Regions from separate parts of the Sus scrofa genome. Here regions 1 and 2 are each linked to region 3. A link is a contact called in public Hi-C and HiChIP or PLAC-seq data. All regions are on one chromosome and are shown on one strand. The core of a region is the stretch at or near the end of the contact, and the rest is flanking DNA. Distances in the headings are between cores, read along the strand shown.

Region 1 (2,700 bases), core at 11-2,510, 130 kb before region 3:
CGCCGCCACAAAGTTCCTGCCAGTGCCGTGCGCTCCGAGCAGCGGTGCGCTCCGGCCGGTCTCGGGGCGGCTCCCCCGCCCTGCCCCGCTCCACGTCCCCCCGCCCCGCCCGGGGCTCGCGGAGCTAAGCAGAGAGGGGTGAGGGAACGGGGGAGGAGCTCCCCTCGGTTGCCGCACCCCCACGGCCTCTTCCTCCTCCGCCGCCGCCGCCGCTGGTGCCTACTCACTCGCCGCGGCCCGCTAGCCCGCTCGCCCGCTCGGCTCCTGGCCGCCCCACCCCCGGAACCTCGCCTCCTTCCGCGCCCCCAACCGCTCTCCCCCCAAACTTTCCGCCAAGATGGCGGCCCTGAAGCTGAACTGCCGCGCCCCCACGTGACCGCTCTCCCGGCGCTCTCAGCCAATGGGAAGTGAGGAGGCGGCTCGCGCGGAGCCCGGGGCTCTCCGCTGTGCTACCTTTGGGTTGGAAGGGGGAGGAGGGCCTGGAGCGGGGTGGGGAACGCGAAAGGGGCCCGGGGAGCGTCTAAGCAAACCTCTTCGTTTAAAGGGGGAGGCCATCGAAGTGGCTCTGAGGACAAAGGAGTTGACAAACAGACTCTACAGGTGGTCTGGGGGGCCTGGAAGAGCCCGCCTCTACCCCTCCTTCTCTTCGCCCAAACCCGCCGGTGTGTCCAGCGTTTCTAAGCAAGTGGCGCGCCAGGCCCGGAAGGGTCAGGGTGTGGAAAGACCTAACCTCACCTACACCAGATCCAAGACACACATTCCGAGACATCCTTTAATCTCACTAAGCACGTGCTGTTTTCAATTCCTGGGCAGGAGATAGTACTTGGAGCCCCCGGAGGTGGATCCCCAACCTGGAAAAGCGTGCTCGGGGAGGGGTCGAATCCGCCACCCACCCACCGCAGGAGGGAGGAAAAGGAAGGAGTTTGGGCGGGGGGGCGCGCCGTCTCTGCACTCATACACTTTGTAATAATTTTTTTAAAGTTACTATTAGTCCCTCAGTAAAAGTTGGGGGGGGGACTGAAAGAAGGGCAGGTAAAATAGGGATATTCGTTAATTTGATAGGAATTTGAGGGTTTTATTGGAGCATTTTTAAGTCTATGTGATTAATTCCAAGTATAAAGGCATTTAAGAATGGGAAGAGAAAATTCGTTCTTTTTCACTCACTCATTCATTCCCCCTTGCCTGCAACCTCCGCCTAGTCATCAGCCCCAATCTCTGGCGGCGCCTTTAATAGCTCACCTGTAGCTACCGCAGCCGAGCCGCAACTTGGCAGGCACGGCTAGTTTAAGTTTCGATTACACCTGGGAGCGGGACTATGGGAGGGCCGGGACCACGCTCCCTGCCTGAGCCACTCAAGTTGTCGAAAGAGAATCCGGAAAACCTCTCTAAGTCACTCCCAGATCTTCGAGCCTCTTCCGCGTAACAGGGACCTACCTCCCTGCTCTGAGGTGCAGAGAGAAGAATCTGCTTAAGTTTGCCCAGAATTAGTGACAAAACTGGAAATACAGAGATCATGTCTTTCAAATCGAAAGTCTCTTTCCAGCAAACCTGATAGCCTTTCACTGAGACAGTACCCTTGGGCCAATAAAGGGAAGTCCGGGGAGACTTGTAGTGTAACAGTTGTTTAGAGGTTTGCTGACCACAGAGTTTCACTTTTGGAATGCACCTTGGAATCCTAACTTGACCCACTCTCTCAGTTTAAGATAAGGAAACAGAGGTCCAGGGTAGGGAAGCAATTTGCCCAAGAATATAGGCTAATCAGCGGCAGCAGCCCAGAATTAGCTCACCTAGCTCCAGTCCAGGGCTCCTTCCACTGCGATTTTTGACAACTTGATAGTAGTATGCTGGTACTGGCAGCAAATCTATGGTCTCCTGCATCATGGAAGTTTGAGCAACAGGTAAAGCAACACTACAAAGAAGAAATGGGATGGAAAAGCAAAAGGAAGCTCTTAAAAGTAAGGAGCTTAAATAGAGGGATTTTTGAAAATAGTAAAATGGTGGGGAGAGTTAATAGTGAAAATGGCTGATGGCTATCAAGACTTCATTGAGGAACTGCGAATGAAAGGGTTCCATTTAAGGAACTATTCTAAGAATGGAATATCTTCAGAATTTAGGAGAAGGAGGAAGGGATTTCACCCACTGTTCATCCATTGTTCAGGAAATGGAGATAAAAACAGAGATCCAAGCCCTGCTCTCAGGACCCACAGCCTAATAACAAATGGATAAAGGCCAGTGCAGGTTTTTCCAGGGGCCGCTGAAAAGTCAAAAACAAAATTTGTACAAGTTCTCAATGTCTTCCTAGTCCTCCCCTAAAAACAAAGAGGAGGGGGAGAAGGAAAAGGAGACGAGGGCACAAAGCCCTTCCTTCTTGTCATCTCCTAGCCCTATGTGGTCAGCTGTGTCCAGAATGGACATGAATGCAGCTAGCCCTTGTTCCACCACTGGGGGTGAAGACAAGTTCAGGCTCAGAATGAGGGGCCTTTAATCTTTATTCCTCCTTTCTATCCATCCGTACGTATCACTTACCTAGAGCTGCATAACAAATTCCTTAAAGCTTAGCAGCTTAAGACTCAGTTCCTCAATAACTAAAACAGCAATAAACATCATCTCACAGTTTCTGTGCATCAGAATTTCAGGAGAGCCTTAGCTGGATGGTTCTGTTGTGGTCTCAAGAAACTGTAGTCGAGTTGTCTACCAGGA
Region 2 (2,700 bases), core at 134-2,633, 79 kb before region 3:
CCGATTGGATCCCTAGCCTGGGAACTTCCATATGTCGCAAGTGTGGCCCTAAAAAGCAAACAAAACAAAACAAAAAGTAGACAGAAAGTATAATATAATGAATACTCCTGTGACCATCACTCACCTTAAAAATTTTTTCTTTAGAAACTTCATTTTTTAAAAATTAATTGTTTTATGGCCACACCCATGGCATATGGAAGTTCCTGGGCCAGGGATTGAGTCCAAGCCACAGCCATGACTTACATTGGATCCTTTAATCCACTGTGCCAGGCTGGGGACTGAACCCATGCCTCCACGGCAACCTGAGCCACTGCAGCTGGATCCTTAACCCACTGTGCCACAGCGAGAAACTCCTAAAACTTTCATTGGTGGTAAAATACGTATAACACAAAATGTACCATCATAAGCCTCTTAAGTATACAGTGAGTGGTGTTAAGTCCATTCACACAGCTCCACAACCAATCTCAAGAACTCTTTTCATTTTGCAAAACTGAAACTCCATGCCCAGCAAACAGCAATCTCCACCCCCGCTCCTGCCCCCAGCCCCTGGCAACCACCACTTTCCTTTCTGTCTCTGTGAATCTGACCACTAAAGATGCCTCTTGTAAGTGGAATTATACAGGACAGGTTTTTCTGTGACTGGCTTACTTCACTTAGCATAAATGTCCTCAAAGTTTATTCATGTTGTACCATGTGTCAGGATTGCCTTCCTTTTTACAATTGAATAATAGTCCATTGTTGGCATATACCACATTTTGTTTGTTCATTCCTCTGCCAGCTACAGTAGACTTGTTTCCACCTGTTGGCTACTGCGAATCAAGGCAGCGCCTCATGGCATCCCCCAGCTTTAACAATGATCCCCTCTGAGGCAATCCTGTTGCATCTATAAGCCCACCACGTCCCCCTTCCATATTCTTGTGAAGCAAATCTGAAGGGGGTATTTTACAAACTATATTTTCTATTGGGCTGAAGATCATTCCCAGGGAGAATCAGAGTTTGGAAACCAACAGTATGTCACCGCAAATAGCTTAAAGATGAAGTGCAGTTGAGGTGGGAGAGCTGCTACGGGAATGGTAGATGAGGAACAAAGAGTCAGAGCGTGGCTGAGGCTGATTGCATGAACGTGAGCTTTTGCTTGCCCCTACAATCACCGCATTCCCTCTCTGGCTTCTAGTCCCAGGTCCCAGGAGCAGGAAGGTCTCCAAAGCCCACAGACCACGGCAACCATCCTGGCTTTGGGGGCCTCTGAAAAAGGCTCTGCAAATCTCCGTCCCCTTGCCTTCAGCCGGGGCATTTTGCTTTGGCAACAGCAGGGCTGGAGTCAGGCTATGCCTTGAACTCACTGACACGGCCTTGGGAGCCAAGATCTATTCCTGGAGAAGAGATTAGTGGAAATTCCTCAGGAAGAAATTGGCTGCCTGTGAATGCCAAGAGGCGTCACTAGATAAACTACCCAGAAATGAGGGTTTTAATGTTCATGTCACCTTAAAATTTTGCTGAGCACCTGAGGATGGCGCAAATTAATTAACTTGGCCTCTGTTGCGCCAGCCTCCAGAGCACACAGAGGCTCTCTGCTGGGACTCACCTCGGAGGGGTGGTGTCCCTTGCCTTTGTTACTCCAAGAAATGGAAACGTGTGCTAAGGGAGTATGGCAGTAGCCATTCTGGAAGGGCCTGCATTTATCTTGCCTTGGAGAAAAAAAAAAAAAAAACAATCATTCTCACCCTCTTAGAGATCTCTGGTTTTTTTCTTCCTAACCCCGTCAACATGATGACTGTTCCTCTAACATTCCCCGTGGACAGCTTCCACCTGGGCTCCTTTACATCCAAAGGAAATCATTGCAACAGAAAAATCTTTGGTCTCTCCCCAGCCAGGCCAGTATCCTGGTTTTCTCCTCTTTTTTTCCACTCCAGTGGCCTGAGATTTCTCTCCATCCTCAAGAGAAGCATCAGTAAGTGTGTGTGGGAGGATTAGTGCAGGGTTTGATTTGAACATTGTCCTACAGGAGCTGAAGCATCTGGGGCCTGTTTGTACCTCAAACAGTCAGTAGGTACGTGTCTTGAGCCGGTGACATGCTGCTGCTCCTGGCTGAGGTAGTGGCAGCATCCTGCCCGCACTGGGCATGCGCCCGCCACTTCCACTCCATCAAGCTTGACCCCATCTTTCCACCATCTCTCTAATAAACATGCACCTACCACTTCTCCTCTGCCACCCTCTGTTTTCCAGTAAAATCAGGGGATTGAACTGGATAGTTCCAAGGGCCCCTTCTAGCTCTGGGTCTGTGGGAAAAGGTAGAAGTTCTGGAAATTAGAAGCACTTCTGAGGCTCCAGGCCCTAATTCAGAGACCCTAGGGGCCATGTGAGCCAAAGGAGGAGTGGGAGGGAAGTAGGAGCTCCAGGTGAGGCTTTCCAAGGTGGAAGCTGGGATGTGCTTTGGCAGGTATGAAAAAGAGACTGGAGGAGTTCCCAACGTGGCTCAGTGGAAACAAATCTGACCAGCATCCATGAAGACACTGGTTTGATCCTTGGCCTCACTCAGTGGGTTAAGGATCCTGGGTTGCTATGGCTGTGGTGTAGGCCAGCAGCTATAGCTCTGATTTGACCCTAGCCTTGGAAACTCCATATGCTGCAGGTTTGGGCCTAAAGAGACAAAAGACAGAAAAAAGAAAAAGAAAAGAAGAAAAAGACTGGAGAGCGTGG
Region 3 (2,700 bases), core at 18-2,517:
CTCAGGCTGCTTCCAGACCCGGCACTGAGCTTAAAGAGATGCAGCGAAACAGGTGTGAACAGCCGGCAGGACAGAAGCTACAGGAAAGCTATCAATGTCAAAGCATGACAGACAACTCTGAACATCCTGTGGAGAGAAGAATCAGGCAAGGAGCAGCAACTTCCAGTAGGAAAGTAATGACTTCTGACAAGAAACAGGGATCTCTGTCAGGAAAGCAGGATTTCTGACAGGAGAGCAGGGATTTTTGACAGGCGAGCAATGGTTTATAACAGGAAAACAGGGATTTCCGACAGAAAATGTTGACTTCTGACAGGGTATTAGTGGATTTCTGACAAGAGAACAAGGCTTTCTAAAGAGTGGTGGTGATTCTTCTCAGAACAGTGGTTTTTAAAAGGAGAGGGTGATTCTTGACACAACAGTGATTTCTAACAGGAAAACAGTGATTGCTGCTAGAAGCTCATGGATTTCTGATAGGACATTAGTGCCTATTACACAGGAGAGCAGTGATTTCTGACAGGTCTTTGACAGGAATGAGGGGGTTTTCTTAGGAAGGACAAAAAAGCAGCAGCACAGAACAAACTGGAAAACAACAGGGAGGCATCAAATGCCCTGTGGAAATAGCTGTTGGTCCTGGGTGTGGAGGGAGGTTCATCAGTAACAAGAACAGGCTGGAGCCCAGGAGGCTCAAAATGGGCAGGATCTTGGATCCAACATCTCATTCGGCAGAAGAGGACTGAGGGGCCTGGAGGGAGAGTAGCTAGGAGATTTACAACACAGATGTGAGCAAATTTCTAGGAAATGCATTCCCACCAAGAGACCTGGAGGAAGTCGGAGAAAAGGGAAATCTTCAGTCCCCCAAACCCGGAAATACTAAAGCCTTGGTTTTGACTCAGGAAATTCAAACGAAAGCTTTCACCCTCTTAATGACTTACAGATTCTTGGCAAGGGGGGTAGGACAGGAGAGGTGTGGTCTCTCTAAAGCCGTAGCCCTATAGTTATTCAGGAACCAGTTCCTAGCTTGGTGAGAAATCCGCCTAGAGATAGAGAGGAAAATGAATTAAAGGAGGTGACGGTATCAACGAGAAGCCTCTGATAGAAAAATACTAATCGGAAAGGAAAGAGATTCGCCTCCCGCCGCGTCACGCATGCGCCTATGAGCTCCGGGGCGTGGGGCGGGGGCAGCAATCTGGCCTGGGTCCTGGCCTGCGCCCTTTCCCTGCAGGTGGTGAGGCATCCTATGAGCAAAAGCCCAGCAGTGCACAGTGAAGCAGGCTGTGTCTCAGAGGGAAGGAATGCTTTTTCTTGCAGACTGAGCTCTCATTGACCCCAGCTCCAGGCACCACGTCCACCACGTGACTGGATTCCTGCGGGCACCGAGCGCTAGGAGAATTCTAATTGTGCAGATCCTCAGAACAGCTGCAGCATCCCCGGAGCCAGGAGCTCCAGACTTGCTTGTACTTCCGACCGGATGCGGGGCTCCGCACAGCTCTTCGCTCAGCCCTGCAGGCCTGGAGCAGAGATGGACACACACGGCCTCCTGCGGAAAACTGGCCCCCCACCCACTCACCCACCCTGGGCTCTCTCTGGGGGTCACTTTTCTCCTACAGACCGAGGGAGCATGGTTTTGTATTTCAGCTGCTGCCACCTCTCCTCCCTCTTGGGGTTCCTTTCAGCCCATGCTTGACTCAGAAGAGGAGGCAGAATCCTCTAGCTTTTCCCCCTTAAGATGCCCCTAGCTGATCCTCCTGCCACTTTAATTGCTGCAACCACCAACTGGGAAATAGGATGGTCACTATAAAATTACAGATGAGAAGCAGACTTGAAAAAAATTTTTTTTTAATCTCAAAAACTTGCATTTCCAAAGAGAGCATGATTTTCCTGAGGAGATGCTAGGTGGCTAGTCCTGCCTCACTTTGAGAACCGCCATAATAGACCTTCCCAGGCAAAGCTCTTTCCTGCGTGCCTGCCTGAGGAGGCAAGTGAAATCTGACATGTCCTCAGTAGTGATTTTTATTCCTTCGTTGCCTGGGTCACTGCTCACCCACAATTTCCCAGGGAGAGCAGCAGTGTAAACCAGCAGGCTGCTCAGAGCATCCAGATCAGTCCATTTCTCTGAAGACTCGAAAAGCCTTTCTAGGAGTTCCCGTCGTGGCTCAGTGGTTAATGAATCTGACTAGGAACCATGAGGTTGCGAGTCTGATCCCTGGCCTTGCTCAGTGGGTTAAGGATCCGGTGTTGCCATGAGCTGTGGTGTAGGTCACAGATGTGGCTCGGATCCTGTGTTGCTGTGGCATAGGCCGGCGGCTACAGTTCTAATTCAACCCCTAGCCTGGGAACCTCCATAGGCCGCAGGAAAATAAAAGAAAAAAGACAAAAAGCCTTCCTAGCTGGGTGCTGTTGGGCAAGTTGCTTAACCCTGCTAAGCTTTAGTTACCTCATCTGTAAAATGGGAATAAAACGCCTACTTCACACGATGATTGAAGTGATTAAATGAGATTACATGTGTGTGATATCTGACACTCAGTAGGCTAAATAAATGTGGTCCCCTTACTTCTCACTGGGGTAAGCAGTACCCTTGAGAGCAGGGCCATGGCAGGAAAGACTGTGCTGTTTGTGCGCACCCGACTGAGCAGCGAAGTGGAGACAGAAATACCATGGGTGCTTCACTCGCAGTGTCTTGCCCCCCCCCCCTCGGGTGGG

Evidence for each region. A called contact is a pair of places that touch in the nucleus more often than the background predicts. HiChIP or PLAC-seq counts read pairs in DNA pulled down with a chosen protein or histone mark.
Region 1: a contact with region 3 is called in an H3K27ac HiChIP or PLAC-seq map of skeletal muscle. The contact joins the promoter of DLG1 here to the enhancer-like site in region 3. A contact is called at or near these places in 1 of 5 promoter capture datasets (fetal skeletal muscle), 5 of 47 Hi-C or Micro-C datasets (embryonic fibroblasts, heart right ventricle, liver and 1 more) and 1 of 2 datasets of contacts at active chromatin or transcription factors (skeletal muscle).
Region 2: a contact with region 3 is called in a Hi-C map of skeletal muscle, with 4 times the contacts expected there. The contact joins two enhancer-like sites. A contact is called at or near these places in 2 of 47 Hi-C or Micro-C datasets (heart right ventricle and skeletal muscle) and 1 of 2 datasets of contacts at active chromatin or transcription factors (skeletal muscle).

What each region holds. Positions count from the first base shown.
Region 1 is chr13:132,818,491-132,821,190 of Sscrofa11.1, reverse strand. It overlaps DLG1 (disks large homolog 1), which reads right to left and starts at 1,260. Exons shown (of 27, transcript XM_021070096.1): 1 at 1,240-1,260.
Region 2 is chr13:132,772,199-132,774,898 of Sscrofa11.1, reverse strand. No RefSeq gene overlaps it. Among named protein-coding and RNA genes, the nearest start is that of DLG1, 46 kb to the left of the region's middle. Within about 2 kb of position 1,383, at least 8 of the 83 cell types and tissues checked have an H3K27ac peak or open chromatin away from gene starts, as enhancers often do. A contact at or near this core is called in skeletal muscle, where this site is marked.
Region 3 is chr13:132,692,853-132,695,552 of Sscrofa11.1, reverse strand. The region is part of intron 3 of LOC106505771 (a long non-coding RNA gene); the gene reads right to left. Among named protein-coding and RNA genes, the nearest start is that of BDH1, 92 kb to the right of the region's middle. Within about 2 kb of position 1,267, at least 50 of the 83 cell types and tissues checked have an H3K27ac peak or open chromatin away from gene starts, as enhancers often do. A contact at or near this core is called in embryonic fibroblasts, fetal skeletal muscle, liver and 1 more, where this site is marked.